2 separate regions of the Gossypium hirsutum genome follow, and region 1 is linked to region 2. Evidence: chromatin contacts called from public Hi-C data. All regions are on one chromosome and are shown on one strand. Each heading gives the region's core, a stretch centred on a gene start, on an enhancer-like site or on the middle of the called end of the contact. The rest is flanking DNA. Distances are from core to core; before and after follow the strand shown. Region 1 holds the start of LOC107910881. Region 2 overlaps LOC107910932 (phospholipase A1 PLIP2, chloroplastic).

The links. Hi-C and Micro-C count contacts between places; a contact is called where the count stands out from the background.
Region 1: a contact with region 2 is called in a Hi-C map of leaf, with 1.5 times the contacts expected there. The contact joins the promoter of LOC107910881 here to the enhancer-like site in region 2. A contact is called at or near these places in 5 of 34 Hi-C or Micro-C datasets (callus and leaf).

What each region holds. Positions count from the first base shown.
Region 1 is chrD08:46,838,761-46,845,830 of Gossypium_hirsutum_v2.1, forward strand. It overlaps LOC107910881, which reads right to left and starts at 4,478. Exons shown (of 4, transcript XM_016838822.2): 1 at 4,122-4,478; 2 at 3,941-4,050; 3 at 3,740-3,858; 4 at 3,350-3,678. The coding sequence starts at 4,305. The coding sequence ends at 3,669.
Region 2 is chrD08:46,710,409-46,717,207 of Gossypium_hirsutum_v2.1, forward strand. It overlaps LOC107910932 (phospholipase A1 PLIP2, chloroplastic), which reads left to right. Exons shown (of 6, transcript XM_041098203.1): 1 at 1-445; 2 at 797-1,300; 3 at 1,455-1,514; 4 at 1,763-2,179; 5 at 2,263-2,740; 6 at 3,084-3,243. The coding sequence ends at 3,091. It also overlaps the pseudogene LOC107910940. Among protein-coding and RNA genes, the nearest start is that of LOC107910932, 3.9 kb to the left of the region's middle. Within about 2 kb of position 3,168, at least 5 of the 9 cell types and tissues checked have an H3K27ac peak or open chromatin away from gene starts, as enhancers often do. A contact at or near this core is called in leaf, where this site is marked.

The DNA.
Region 1 (7,070 bases), core at 3,228-5,727, 130 kb after region 2:
AGTCATCTTCTTCCTTCCATTTGAAAACACCATCGCTGATTTGATTTGGAGTTGATTAGGGATCTTTATTTTTAAACTAAAACTAAGGATCGGAGTTCACGCAGAAGGTTATTTCATACTCTAGGTAAGTATTATGGACTTGCATGTTAACTTCTAAACGAGTAAGTCTATTTTATGTGCGTAAATAGTAAGATGAGGAAGTAAGATGTTGCATGGAGGTTATTTGGGTTCCAGATGTTGATAAATGTCATATGAATGAGTTTTAACGGTATCTTTATGCTTTATAACCATTGGTTATTAAGATTTCTCGATGGATGTTTAGACCTAGGAATCAAGTTACTATTTTGGGGTTTTCAGGTGAGCCTCTAAACTGACTCGTGCGTGTATGTTGTCTATTCTAGATGTTTTTTGTGAAGAATCATATGTACTACGAACTAAACCTACAAAAGGATGGTATGATAAATAGTGTGTTAAGTTTAAATGGTGTTAATGCATGAAAGGTTTGTTAGTGAGTCTGTGCCTGTCTCTGTGGAGTTGTCAAAAGGGGTCCATTAGGACTTTAAACACGATCTCCAAAAAGGAAAATCCCATGACCATGGTACCATATCGTGTAAGACCATAGCTAGTAGGCTATGGCATCATAGGGAAAGAACTAAATGAAGGTTATTACTTGATGGGGTTCTCTGCGTGAACTAGGGCGATGATGGGAAAACCTCACGAAATGTGAGTCTAGGCAAATTCCTATCGTGAGCACGCCAATGAATATGAAAATGGAAGCCTTTGTGGCAATCTATGATAATGGAAGCCTTTGTGCCAATATATGATAATAGAAGCTTTGTGGCAACCACATGAAGGAAGTGCCTCTGTGACGGACCCTAAAAGAAAGTAATGGTAATTCAATGCTAACTCTGAGGAAACAGTATGTATGGAAAACACTGAAGGAATGGTAAGAATAATGCATTTGAAGGAAGAGTCGTTTTGGCGTAACTTGTTATACCCTCAATAGGGTATTGTAATGAATTTTTATTATGACAAACTCTACATGAAATGTCATGGCGTATCATGCATGATCCTAAGATAATAACAGAGAAACTAGAGTACGCCAGAGTATATAACGGACTCAAAGTATAGGTAAAAAGGGATTGGAAGAACAAAAATGAGTAAGGACTATGTTTACTAAAGTTGAGAGAGGTTATTTACCTGAAAAATAATGGAGAAGATCCTGAGAGAGGGTATTTTTCAGCAAAGATCGAATCATAAAATTTGATAATGTATCTTTTACCTATATACAAAATCACTCATGAATCTTGAAGGAACAAAGACTGTACGTATGAAAGAATGATAGTACTTTATGAATCACTGGGTTTGGATTGGTTAAGGGATCATGAAAGCGTAAAGCATAGAACGTAAGTAACGTATTGAAGATGTGAAGGGTAAGGCATGATATCAAGGTGAGAGGTAACTTCGATGGTGTGAAGAAAGGAATTCTAAGAATGGCATAGTTAGTGATAGGTCAATGAGTAAAAAATAATAATGAGATGGTCAAATGAACTACCCGATGCAGTATACAATTGGGAACTTACCTTTGTGTATTTATGTTATAGGTAAGTTGGGTAGGGCCTATGTCAAGAGAGACGACGCCAGGGCAATGCCAAGGTAGTGGCAAAGTGGGTTATTATGCATACAAATCAAGACAGTGGCATTAATTAAGTTTTATATATTGAAGTTATGTAGTTAAGCTATGAGAGTAGCCTGTAATTCCTTGTAATTAACACCCATTGTACAATGATCATGATTACCTATTGTTTATTCATTTGCAATTTAGTTGAAAGATTCTTTTAAGCTAAGTTGTAATTGTTGTAAATATTTGCGAGTAAAGTTAGCATAAGTCTATTTTTGCGTTGTAACACCTGAGATGTAGATCGAGCTGAAGGCGTTACAAATCTACCATGATAGGGAACTTGGGACATTCGGAATAATGGTAGTGCAAGTGTCCACCAAACCTAGAAATTTCTTGGGTCCTACATTACTGTTATCTAGAATTCTATTGAATGTATTGAAATGTTGTGTTCTTCTAAGCAAGTATGACTGTTTGGACTGATTTGAAGATACAATGTAACTGGTGCTCTGGCAATCGATGAGTTCTGTAAAGGAATCTGCCAAGAGTAGTATCTGATAAGCGTACCTAATTACAAATAGCAAAGAAATCGTGTAATGAGATTCAAAATATTGTGTAAAGTCTGATATCCGTCGGTTGGGTGTAAGGAGTATAAAATAGTTAAGTGTAGAGATTCATGTATGGTTATTCGCTAACCAAGAATCAGAAATGTATCCGCCAATGTCTGAAAGGGAACTCAAACCCTTGAGTCGATAAAATCTACATCTTCGTGAAAAGGTAAATATGAGTGAGGCTCACTAAGTTTCTTGGAAACTTATATGCGTGTTTTGGTTTGCAGGTCCATGAGTTGAACCTGTATGTCAAGAAGGACCAAACCAGGAATGCGCTATGACAGTAGGCCGAGGCAATATTATGCATACAGAGGGATATTATGGAAACAATTTTTTCAAATGATAAATAGTAATACCCATTACAGAAACGTTTGTCTATTTAAGTAATTTGTTGTAAGGTTTTATTTTACCTTTAAAAATTTTGCAATAAACGATAAATGTATTATCCAAACCTATTGTCTTAGAAATGATTTCAAATAAATAAGAGGTACATTCAGTATGACTTCCGTTGATTGAAAACTTTAGCTAAGTATTGTGACATCTTAAACTTGAATCCGATAAAACGGGTCGGGTATAGGGTGTTACAGAATTCAATTGTTTTCATGTGATCCCTAGGTAGGTTTAAGTTGCAGATTGAAATTAGTATTATGATATAATTTAATTTAGGAAATAAGTACCTCCAACTTTATAAAAAAAAATTATTTTAGCTTTTTATTTAACTTTTCGTCTCTTGTAACCCTTAAATATTCATTATGTCAATTCACCTTAAAATAGATAAAAAAAAGTTAAGGCTTGTTAACTTTGCTGACGTGACATCCACGTACATATCACCATCAATAATTAATTAACTTTTTAAAAATTTTAAAAAATTCAAAAAAATTTAAATATTATTAAATATTTTAAAATTAATTAATGGCTAACGTGGCATATACATGGACTGCCACGAAAATGCCACAGCAAAGTTAATAAACGTCTTTTCATCCATCTTGGGATGATTTGACATACAATGTACTAAAAGAGACGAAAAATTAAATAAAGAGCTACAATAACTTTTTTTTTTAATTGTAAGGCCAAAATAGATCATTATGCCTTTTGATATATCACCCAATGTCTTATTGTATTGTTGGGGGGCAATTGGGTATTCTCGGTGAGCTGCAAGTTGCCATTTAATCTTTAAACCACGTTGCTTCAGTCCTCTTTTATGGGCTATTTTTAATTATTTCAGAAAGTCTACTTTTTGGTGAACATATATACATGAACTGATAAACCCCATCTCTTCCTTTGAGGAACACATACTTTTAGATAAGAAAAATCATAGGATCCTCATTAACCATCAGGAACTTTGAATTAACAAAGCACTATACTGGTGTACATGGTAGTAGAAGCCATATCTCCGACAATGAAGAATAAGCTTTATATCTTCTCTGGATGTTTCACGATCACCACTGGCTGCAAATAAATTTCATAAGCCAAGTTCGGAAATTGTTACAAATTAAAGATACTTTCATACCTTTTGAAGAAACCGTAACCATGGCTTCCCATCACCAACGTATCTGCTTTGATTTTATCCACTATATTACATATAACGTCCCTTGCATCTCCACTTCCAACAATTCGGTCCACTTTTATCTACTCAGACATAAAACGAGCCTTCAAAATCTTTATCATATTCGTTTATTTAACTTTATAATTAAACAAACAAAAATCTTACATTGCTGCTAAATTTGCCACATATATCTTCAGCTCGACCCATCACTGAATTCACCAGGTCATTGCCATAGGCCTCCAAGGCTCGGATCATATCGCCGGAAAATATATACCCTGAAACCATACATACTGATATATGAATACCAATTGTGTTTTTGAAAATAAAGAAAATAACCATAGCTAACCTGCAACATCCAAGGAAGAGTAGACAGGAGGCGGAGGCTTGACATAAAGAAGAACAAGGGTGTTGATTGTGGCTTGAGAAATCAAATTAGAAAGGCACCATGAAAGTGCATACATGCTCTCTGCACTCTCATCTACTGCCACGACAATTTTGCACTGCTTTTTCTTGAGGTTCACTGCTTCCATTGCTATGGATTGTGTTTTGTTTGATTTTTAACACTGTAATATAAGGAGGGTCTGAGATATTATAGGCCTTAGTGTAGATAAGAAAGCGATGTGGGAAGCTCAAAACATTCAAGGGTGGTAGTTGCCGTGGTTTTTGTAGTAACCTAAACTGTTTTTTTGAGTTCGATGGTGTTGTGTTATATTTTTATTACTTTGGTCCTGGTTTTTTAAGCGAAAGCCGTCGTATTGTGGGGGAATGTATGGATATTTTGTGTTTTGGTCTGGATAATTTATTTTTCTTTTTATTATGTCAGACTGGATAATTAAGATCAAAAATAAAATATTAAAAAATGACGTATGTAATTGTTACTTAACAGTCAAGTGGGGATGAAGATCTGTAATTTTGACTGAATATAGAATCTACTAGCTATTGCCAAATAAATACTAGCATCCGCAATTAACTGGTTTTTTTTTATGAGTTTATATTTGAATAATGAATTTACATCTGACTATATAATAAAACCTTAAGAAAAGAACCTAACATTGAACCCATTTGCCAAAAGTGTTCATCTCAACTCGAAATAAATGTAAGATCGATTCAAATAAAAAAACAAAAAAAAAGAACACGATACAAGATAATACTTTTCATGACCTCGTTAATGATGTGATATACAAAGAATCTTTAAATTCCAATTCAGTCTAAGGTCGTGATTGGCTGGAAGAAAGATAGGTGTCCCTTTTTATACTTTATGGTCAAAAACAAAATCAGTTACTTTTAGGTGTGCAAGTTGATAAAAAAGGTCGCCAACTTTGTCTACAAAAAGTCAATAAAAGACAGACTTTAAAAAAGAACAAATTAATATTAAATATCTGTGTATGAGATTCAAAAACTACGGCCTAAATATCACAACACTTCGAAGATTTTTCTTCTTTTAGACGTGGTCTAAACATAGTCACGAATATATGTTGTGCTACTTCGTTTTTTGTGAGACCATAGAAACTAGAAAGGGAAGTGATTTCCTAGCACAAACCAGCTAAACACACCGACACTTTTATGAAAAGGTACAATTGAGCGGTTTAATATTGTGCTGTGAATCACCAAAGTAGGCCTGGGACAAGTTGAAAGAGGAGTTTCAAGGGACAGAGAGGACAAGGCAACAACAATTGTTGAACTTGAGGAGAGACTTTGAGAATTTGAAGATGAAGGAAGAAGAAACTGTCAAGCAGTACTCTGACAGGATTATGGTAGTGGTGAACAACATAAGGCTCCTTGGTGAGCAGTTCAGTGAAGCAATGGTAGTAGAGAAGGTGATTTCAACCTTACCAGAGAGGTATGAGGCAAAAATCTCATCTCTCGAAGACTCAAGGGATTTGACCAGCATTCCCTTGACAGAGCTCATCAATGCTCTCTATGCACAAGAGCAGAGAAGAGCTAGCAGATTGGAGGAGCACCAAGAAGGTGTCTTTTAGGCAAAGACCAATACTGCCTACAAAGGCAAGAAGACCTGGAAAAATAGGCCTAAGTCTAATGCTGCAAGGAGTAATGATCAACCTTGCAGGCATTGCAAGAGGCCTGGACATCCAGAAGAAAAATGTTGGTTTAGACCAGATGCTGTGTGTCAACACTGCAAGAAGAAGGGTCATGTTGAGAGAGTCTGCAAAAGCAAGGGCAAACCAAGGCAGAATCAGTTTCAACAGATGAAAGCTGAGGCTCGAGTAGCCAAGGAGGACAGTGACCAAGAGGAGCAAGTCTTTGCTATGTCATGCTCACCTGCACAGCAAAGGCTCTCATCTGGTTGGCTCCTAGACAGTGGATGCACCAATCACATGACACCTGATGCTGCAATCTTCAAGTCTTTAGACAGAAGCTGCAGAACCAAAGTCAAAATAGGTAATGGCCACTTTACAAAAGCTGAAAGCAAGGGTGATGTGCTGATATGCACTCCCACAGGTGCCAAAGTCATTTCAAATGTGCTCTTGGTGCCTGAAATTGACAGGAACCTACTCAGCATAGCTCAATTGCTGGAGAAGGGGTATTCTGTGGTGTTCAAGGACAATCAGTGCCAGATCAGTGATCCAAGTGGATCCAAGCTGATAGTAGTCCCTATGGCTGATAAAAGCTTTGTGATTGACTGGAAAAATGAGTCAGATATTGCTTACATGGCTACAACAGATGAATCCAAGCTTTGGCATCAAAGACTTGGTCATGCCAACTACAAATCGATGGAGCACATGTGCAGGAGTGGCTTGGCTGAAAATTTCATAAGCTCAGTTTAAAACCAGGAAGTATGTGAAGTATGTCAGCTAGGCAAGCAGGCCAGACTTTCATTTCCCTCGAATCAAGCCCGGAGAGCCTCTGAAAGACTACAACTGGTGCACACTGATGTATGTGGCCCCATGAAGACTGAGTCACTAAGTGGAAACAGGTATTTCATACTGTTCATTGATGATTTCTCAAGATATTGTTGGCTTTACTTCTTAAAACAAAAATTAGAAGTAACCTCTGTATTCTGGAAGTTTAAGACTGCTGCTGAGACTGAAACAGGCTGTAAGCTGAAGACCATAAGGTCTTATAATAGGACTGAGTACACATCAGCTCAGTTCCAAGCCTTCTGTGATAATGCAGGCATCAAACATCAACTTACCAACACTTATACACCTCAGCAAAATGGTGTAAGTGAAAGAAAGAACAGGAGCTTGATGGATATGGCCAGGTGTCTGATGATTCAAAAGAATCTGCCTAAAGCTCTATGGGCAGAAGCAGTTAACACTGCAACCTACATTTA
Region 2 (6,799 bases), core at 1,918-4,417:
TCGGTACACATTGAAATCATTGTGGCCTTCCGGAAGTGGAGGTAGGAAGTACGCGAGGTACAGCGGGACGGCCGTCGACGATACGGTTTTATTGGAGAAGGGTAACGGAGAGGAGATGAAAGTGAACGGCGGAGAAATGAACGGGACGTTGGAAGGGCGGAACGGGAATTGGGTCATGAAGATCTTGGACGTGAAGTCGTTGTGGAAGGAAGACGCTGGTAAAGAAGGGGAAGAAGCCGAAGAAGGAAACAATGAAAACGGCGTCGTCGACGGGGAGGAACGAATGTGTGAATGCTGCAGAGCCTGTGATGATGAAAATGAAATAAAGGAAATCGATAAACATTCGTTTTCCAAGATGCTCAAAAGGGTGTCGTTAGCTGATGCTAAGCTGTACGCTCAAATGTCTTACCTTGGATGCTTGGCTTATGTCATTCCAAGGATTAAGGTAAACCAACCCAGAAATTTTTTTCTTTTTTTTTTTAATTATTCATACTTTTAAAACGTTTTAACATGTTTTCATTTTATATATTAGATTAAGGTCTCGTTTAAGAGAGGTGAAAAACTGGGTTTCACTGAAAAAAGCAAAATGATTGATGATTTGATGGGTGAAATTTCTTGTTTTTGAAATTTGATGATATCTTCATAGTTTTGTAATTTATTTGTACTTGGATGATGATGATGGGTTTCTCTCTTTTGTTGGATGTGTGCTTTGATGTTTGTTTATAGATGAAACTATCGCTCGGATCTTTGAAGAGTAATTTTTTCTGTATATATATTTTTTTGTTTTGCATTTCAGCCTGAGAATCTCTTAAAACATCACGGTTTGCATTTTGTGACTTCGTCAATGGAGAAGAGAGAATCAGCAATGACTGTTGAGAAAAATCATGAGGTATCCTCTGAAAATCAAGAGGTGCAAAGGAATAACGAGGATGATATGTACGGCAATGAGAAGAAAAATATCGGGTATCGAATCAGTGCTTCTGCTGCTTATCAGATAGCTGCCTCTGCTGCTTCTTATTTGCAGTCCCATACAAGGACCATGCTTCCTTTCAAATCGTCGAATCCTGAAAGCATCAAGGATTCATCCAAAGATGGAAATGGAATTGAGAGTGGTTCCGATATGATAAGCTCTGACATGGCTTCTTTAATGGCAACTACAGACTCCGTGACGGCCGTGGTTGCTGCCAAGGAAGACGTGAAGCAAGCTGTTGCTGATGATTTGAACTCTACGCATTCATCGCCTTGTGAGTGGTTTATATGTGATGATGATCAGAGTGGTACTAGATTCTTTGTAATTCAGGTAGATAATACCATCCATACTAACAAGGGTATGGCACATGCTCTCTTTATATAGGAGTTGCAGATTTTTATTTAGAGTTGATTATATTGATTCCATTTGCACTTTGGATGTTGTTACCTTACATTTTTGAACTAGTTATGATGTGTATATGTAGGGATCTGAGTCATTAGCATCTTGGCAGGCGAATCTACTTTTCGAGCCTATCAAGTTTGAGGTAATTTCTTGACAGAATGTGTCTATTTGCTTCTTGTTAATCTTTATCTGATTTTGTTTGGATTCTTGAATGCATAAAATGTTCATTGAAACCGCATCAGATGTCAATTTACATATATAAACTTTTTTAGATGAGAACGTTGATTGCTTTAGCCTCTGTTTTTGGTATGCGGTAAATATCGTAGAGGACTGGAAAGTATATCCATTTCCGGTTTTCGATTAATACAATACAATCTTTTATGGTTTAAGGGACTGGATGTTCTTGTCCATAGAGGTATATATGAGATTGCTAAAGGCATGTACGAGGGAATGCTGCCTGATGTCCGTTCCCACTTAAAATCACATGGAAAACGTGCAACTTTCCGCTTCACTGGGCATTCTCTCGGTGGCAGCTTGTCACTTTTGGTAAATCTTATGTTGTTGATACGAGGTGAAGTGCTGGCTTCTTCCTTACTTCCCGTTATAATGTTTGGATCTCCAAGCATCATGTGTGGGGGTGACCGTCTTCTTCGCCAACTCGGGTTGCCACGAAGTCATGTTCAAGCAATTACGATGCACAGAGACATTGTTCCTCGAGCCTTCTCTTGCAATTTTCCTAGCCATGTTGTAGAGCTTTTAAAGGCTCTTAATGGGAAGTTTCGACACCATCCTTGTCTCAATAATCAGGTAATGTATCTGCATTTTTGAAAACTGTAAATGCAACTGAATTAGAACATGGATATTTAATTATTTATCTTGTTTTGCTACAGAATCTATTGTATACACCAATGGGGCAACTTCTGATTTTACAACCAGATGAGAAATTCTCTCCACCTCATCATCTCCTTCCTTCAGGAACCGGTCTATATTTCCTAACCTCTCCATTCTCAAACGAAGACAGTGAAGAGAAGTTGCTCCGGGCTGCACAGAGAATTTTCTTTAACTCGCCACATCCACTTGACATCTTAAGTGATCGTACTGCATACGGTTCCGAAGGAACAATCATAAGAGATCATGACATGAAATCTTACTTGAAATCCATTCGAGAAGTCATCCGTCAAGAGCAAAATCGCATCAGGAAGACCAAGAGAGAACAACGACGCAAGGACTGGTGGTCCCTGGTGTTATCTCGCAGCGTCAGTGCGGGTATCATTCTCGGGAAGTCCATCACGACAACTGGTCTACACCGAGGACAATTCAACTTAGCCATTGTTTTACAAACCGGGAGAGCGTCCTTGAAGCGGTTTGGTAAGCTAGTTGGATCTAGGCACATATATTTGCCGGTGATCCTTTTATTGCCTGCCAAACTGTTACTCTTGGGTGCATACCATGTGATCAATTTTCGTTGAGAACCATATATTGTTTCTTAGGAGGGAGTATTATACAGGTGGAGTCACATTGCCGTCGATGATTCTTTTATTCATTATTGATTTAGGAAAGGAAATTTGATAGAACTCATGAAAATTGTTACTCTGTATTATGAGTAACACTAGCGTAATGATGTTTTATCGTCTCATTGGATCATTGGTAGAAGTTAATATTTCAATAATGGCTACCTAAAGCTAACGAGATTTTTCCGGAACATGTTCAGGAAAATGATAGTCAATGTGTCGGCTTATGGGGCAGCCTTTAAGTGGGGGATATCGATGTCTTGAGAGTAGTTGAAACGTGAAAGAAAGATCTTGCTTAGGTGTTATAGTTATTGAGAACGATATTGAACTTGCTGGTATGCAATTACAATTCAGCTTTAATTGAATTCGAGTAGCTCTATAGAAAATAATGATCGATTGAGCTCAAGTCGATTTCGAGCAAACTTTAGCCCGCACAGCTTGACAAGTTGTTTCTTGGTCAGCTGGAATCTGCAATTCCTCGTCAGATTCTTATAATTTGTTGTTGGTCTGGCAAATTTTGGTCTCCATTGATGATGTAACGAGTGATGACCCACATTTGAGATTCTCAGAAACCGATGACCCATGAACACCAAGGTTTCGTCAAGCACAAAACAAAAGGCTCCAATAATGGACAAAAATGGAGCCCAAAAGCACAGTGACTGACACGGCAAGAAGTCGGCTTGGTTTTGGAAGAATTAAAGAGAAGCAGGACCCACCCAAATCTTTCATACAACCGCGCAACCTACAAGCTTTTTCTAAACTTTTTATGTAGACATGTTAAATTCAAAAGCATCAAAAGATGGCTTAGTGATGATCGGTGCCTATCTACTGTAATAAAAATTGTAACTTAATATGCATGCTGTAAAAACCAGTCATTTAATCTCTCTACATTTGGTATCCATGCAAACTAAAATTAACTTTTGCCAGTTTGCAACAAACTTGCTACAATTTATGATGAAAACAAACATAATTGCTACATGCTAGGCTGTTATGCTTCATAACAACACATTATGCATAGGGATCAAAATATAACCCAAATTCAATTATTTTTCTTTTGAAACGGATAGGGACGGGTCTAATTCTTCAACTAGTCGGATTGGGTTATGTTGGGGGTATATCAGACCCGTCTAATTCTTCAATTATTTCGATTTAACAGAGTTGTAGTATGAGCATTTGGATCAGTTTGTCCCACAAAAAACACATACAACCATGTAAAAGTGAAGTACAAACTACAGACTGAGCTTACCGGCTAAGTACCATGTGTGCATAGCCAGAACACCAAAGGACATAAGATTAATAAGCGAGGATAACCCGTGAATCATTCCAAATTTCTTGTTCATGGCTGCGAGCTTTGGGTTCTTCTTCGCGACTTCCTGGTTCTTTGATCCTCCAATTTCATTACCAATGTTCTCTTCTCTCTCCACCTTGTGCCTATGCTTCATCTGCAAGTCCACAAACAACATAAGCCAGGATATCAACTCACAAATGCAGCATTAGTAAGAATGAACTCACTTATTTACTTCATGGTTGCTTAGGGAACATAGAATAAATCAGAAAATACTTAACACCTTGGAATCTCATGCATCCAATCAACAGAATCTTAAATACAACCATTCTCCCTTCTCAGTACAAATATACCCTAAATTCTCATAAAAACACAAAAGATTTCATCACCCTAAAATATCTAGACATAAAATTTATGGGTTTCAACCCATCAAACTTATCCAAACTATCGCCCAGCTTCTAAATTGTCTCTAAACTTCAAAATATTCTAATTGAATCTCCATACTATCATTATTGTATTTTGTGAGCCTAACTGCCAATTTAGGTGTTAAATGTCAGTTCAGATTTGACAATTAAATTATAAACAAGTGTTTTAAATATTTAAGGGGACTCTTTTTTTTTTTTTTTTTAAACATCAAATTTAAGCTATTTTTCAATATGCTTCACTGAGCTAGCATGCTAAACTAAATGGCCTTATTGATACCGCATTGATACTTTAAGGACTCAATTAAAACATTTTGGAGTCCAAGACCAATATAGAATGTTGGTCATAATTTAAGGATATCAGGTGCAATTAACCCTAAAATAAAAGTTCTTTTATCTTTTTATTTCCCAGCCAAGTGAACCCTACAAGTCAAACCAGATTCCAGAGATTTTCATTGATTAACATGAAAATAAACCAGCCCAATTTTATGATGAACAAGGGATAGAACTGAACGAAATTACCTCAATGGTCATGGGAGTGAAAACGAACAAATTTATGAGATTAAAAGCAAAAGCAGAGACTAAAAAGCCAAGCTGGTACTTCTCGGTAGTGGTCGCCGACTTCCACGGATGCATATAACCAAACGCCGCCGCCGTTTAATTTGGTAATCTTGCTTTGTAGATTACCAAATTGATGCCTTGGCAGATATCTAAGTAAAAATTAAAGGAAATAACAAATTATTTTTAAAAAAAATAATTTGGGATTAATTAAGGGTATAATAAGAAAAGAAAAAGGCGTACTTGAACATGAGGATACCGCCGATGAAAGTGACCCAAAGGGCGGTGCCCCAGGCGGTTGCGAAGCAGAGGAGATGAGCTAGTTTAATAGAAGTAGAGAGAATGGGTGAGATTGAGCCGTCGGATATTGATCCAAAGGTCTCCGGCGAGAATATTACTCCGACGGCTAAGAAAGCCACCGCCGTCAAGAGCCATCTTCCGGTTTTACTAGAATTACGGATTTGGAGGAAATGTTACATAGAGATCTCTTTCATGGTGGTAGTTGGTAGCGAATTTCAATGGAAGTGTTTTGTTGACTTTCTTGGATTTACCAAATTACGGATTGCGGTCATACCGTGAACAAAACGCAGTCCACCATTTCATTTTTTCTAAAAAAAAATTGGGAACAAGTATTTTCTTTTTTCCATTTTTCATGTGATTTTATTGTCCGCTTTTATCTCATCACTCATAGCTTTATATATGAAAAAGTGGTAGAATAATACCGAATCAAATTATATTTCATTTTTTATAGTACAGAAATGGATAAATTAATTTTAGTACAATAGAAAAAAATACTAATTAACCTTTCCATTAAAATTTTTATCCATATATATTATTAACTGATGATTTATCTTTTTCAAAATTTTGTATGTGAAGTGGAATTAAAGGATGGATATGATTAGGTAAAAGTATCATAAAGGTTTCAATACTAGGAGTCGAATTACATTTTTTCTCTTTATTAAAAGTTTATCTCTAAAGAATTTATAATTCAATCTCAAGCATCATAACAATAAATTCTCAACTTCGTCTTTGCCCATGTATTTCATTTATTTTTTTTAATTTTTTTAAATATCAATAAAAATGTATTAAAAATCTCTACCAACAATGCATCAAATAATTATTCATACTAAATACAAATTATGATTTCAAAATAGTGTAAAATTAACATGGTTTGACAACATTTAATTTTTTAATAATCCAATTATTAAATTTTATGTTTCATTCATATAAATAATGTGTGTTAAGTTTGAAGTAAAGAAAATATTTTTAACTATTTATTTTATGTAAAAAAATTTCAACCATAATATCTATATTAATATATATAATATTTTACATCAATGTGATGGAGATATCAGATCGATTTGAAATTTTATAAGCATGACAAGAATATATTTATAAATTTAATGGTTAGATTATTAAAATATTAATTCTAGAAAAAAAATTTTATGAAATGGTGTAAAACCATATTAGCTTTACATCGATGTAAGTGGATCATTCCCCTATCTCATATTTTTTTTAGTATTTATTTGTGTTATAGTTATTGCAATATATTATAAGGAAAATTATCCAATACATAAGTTTTTGTGTTTTTTAAACTCTATAAGTAGGTTAAAAGTGCAACATGTGTCTCATATAGTAAAAAAATTAAAAT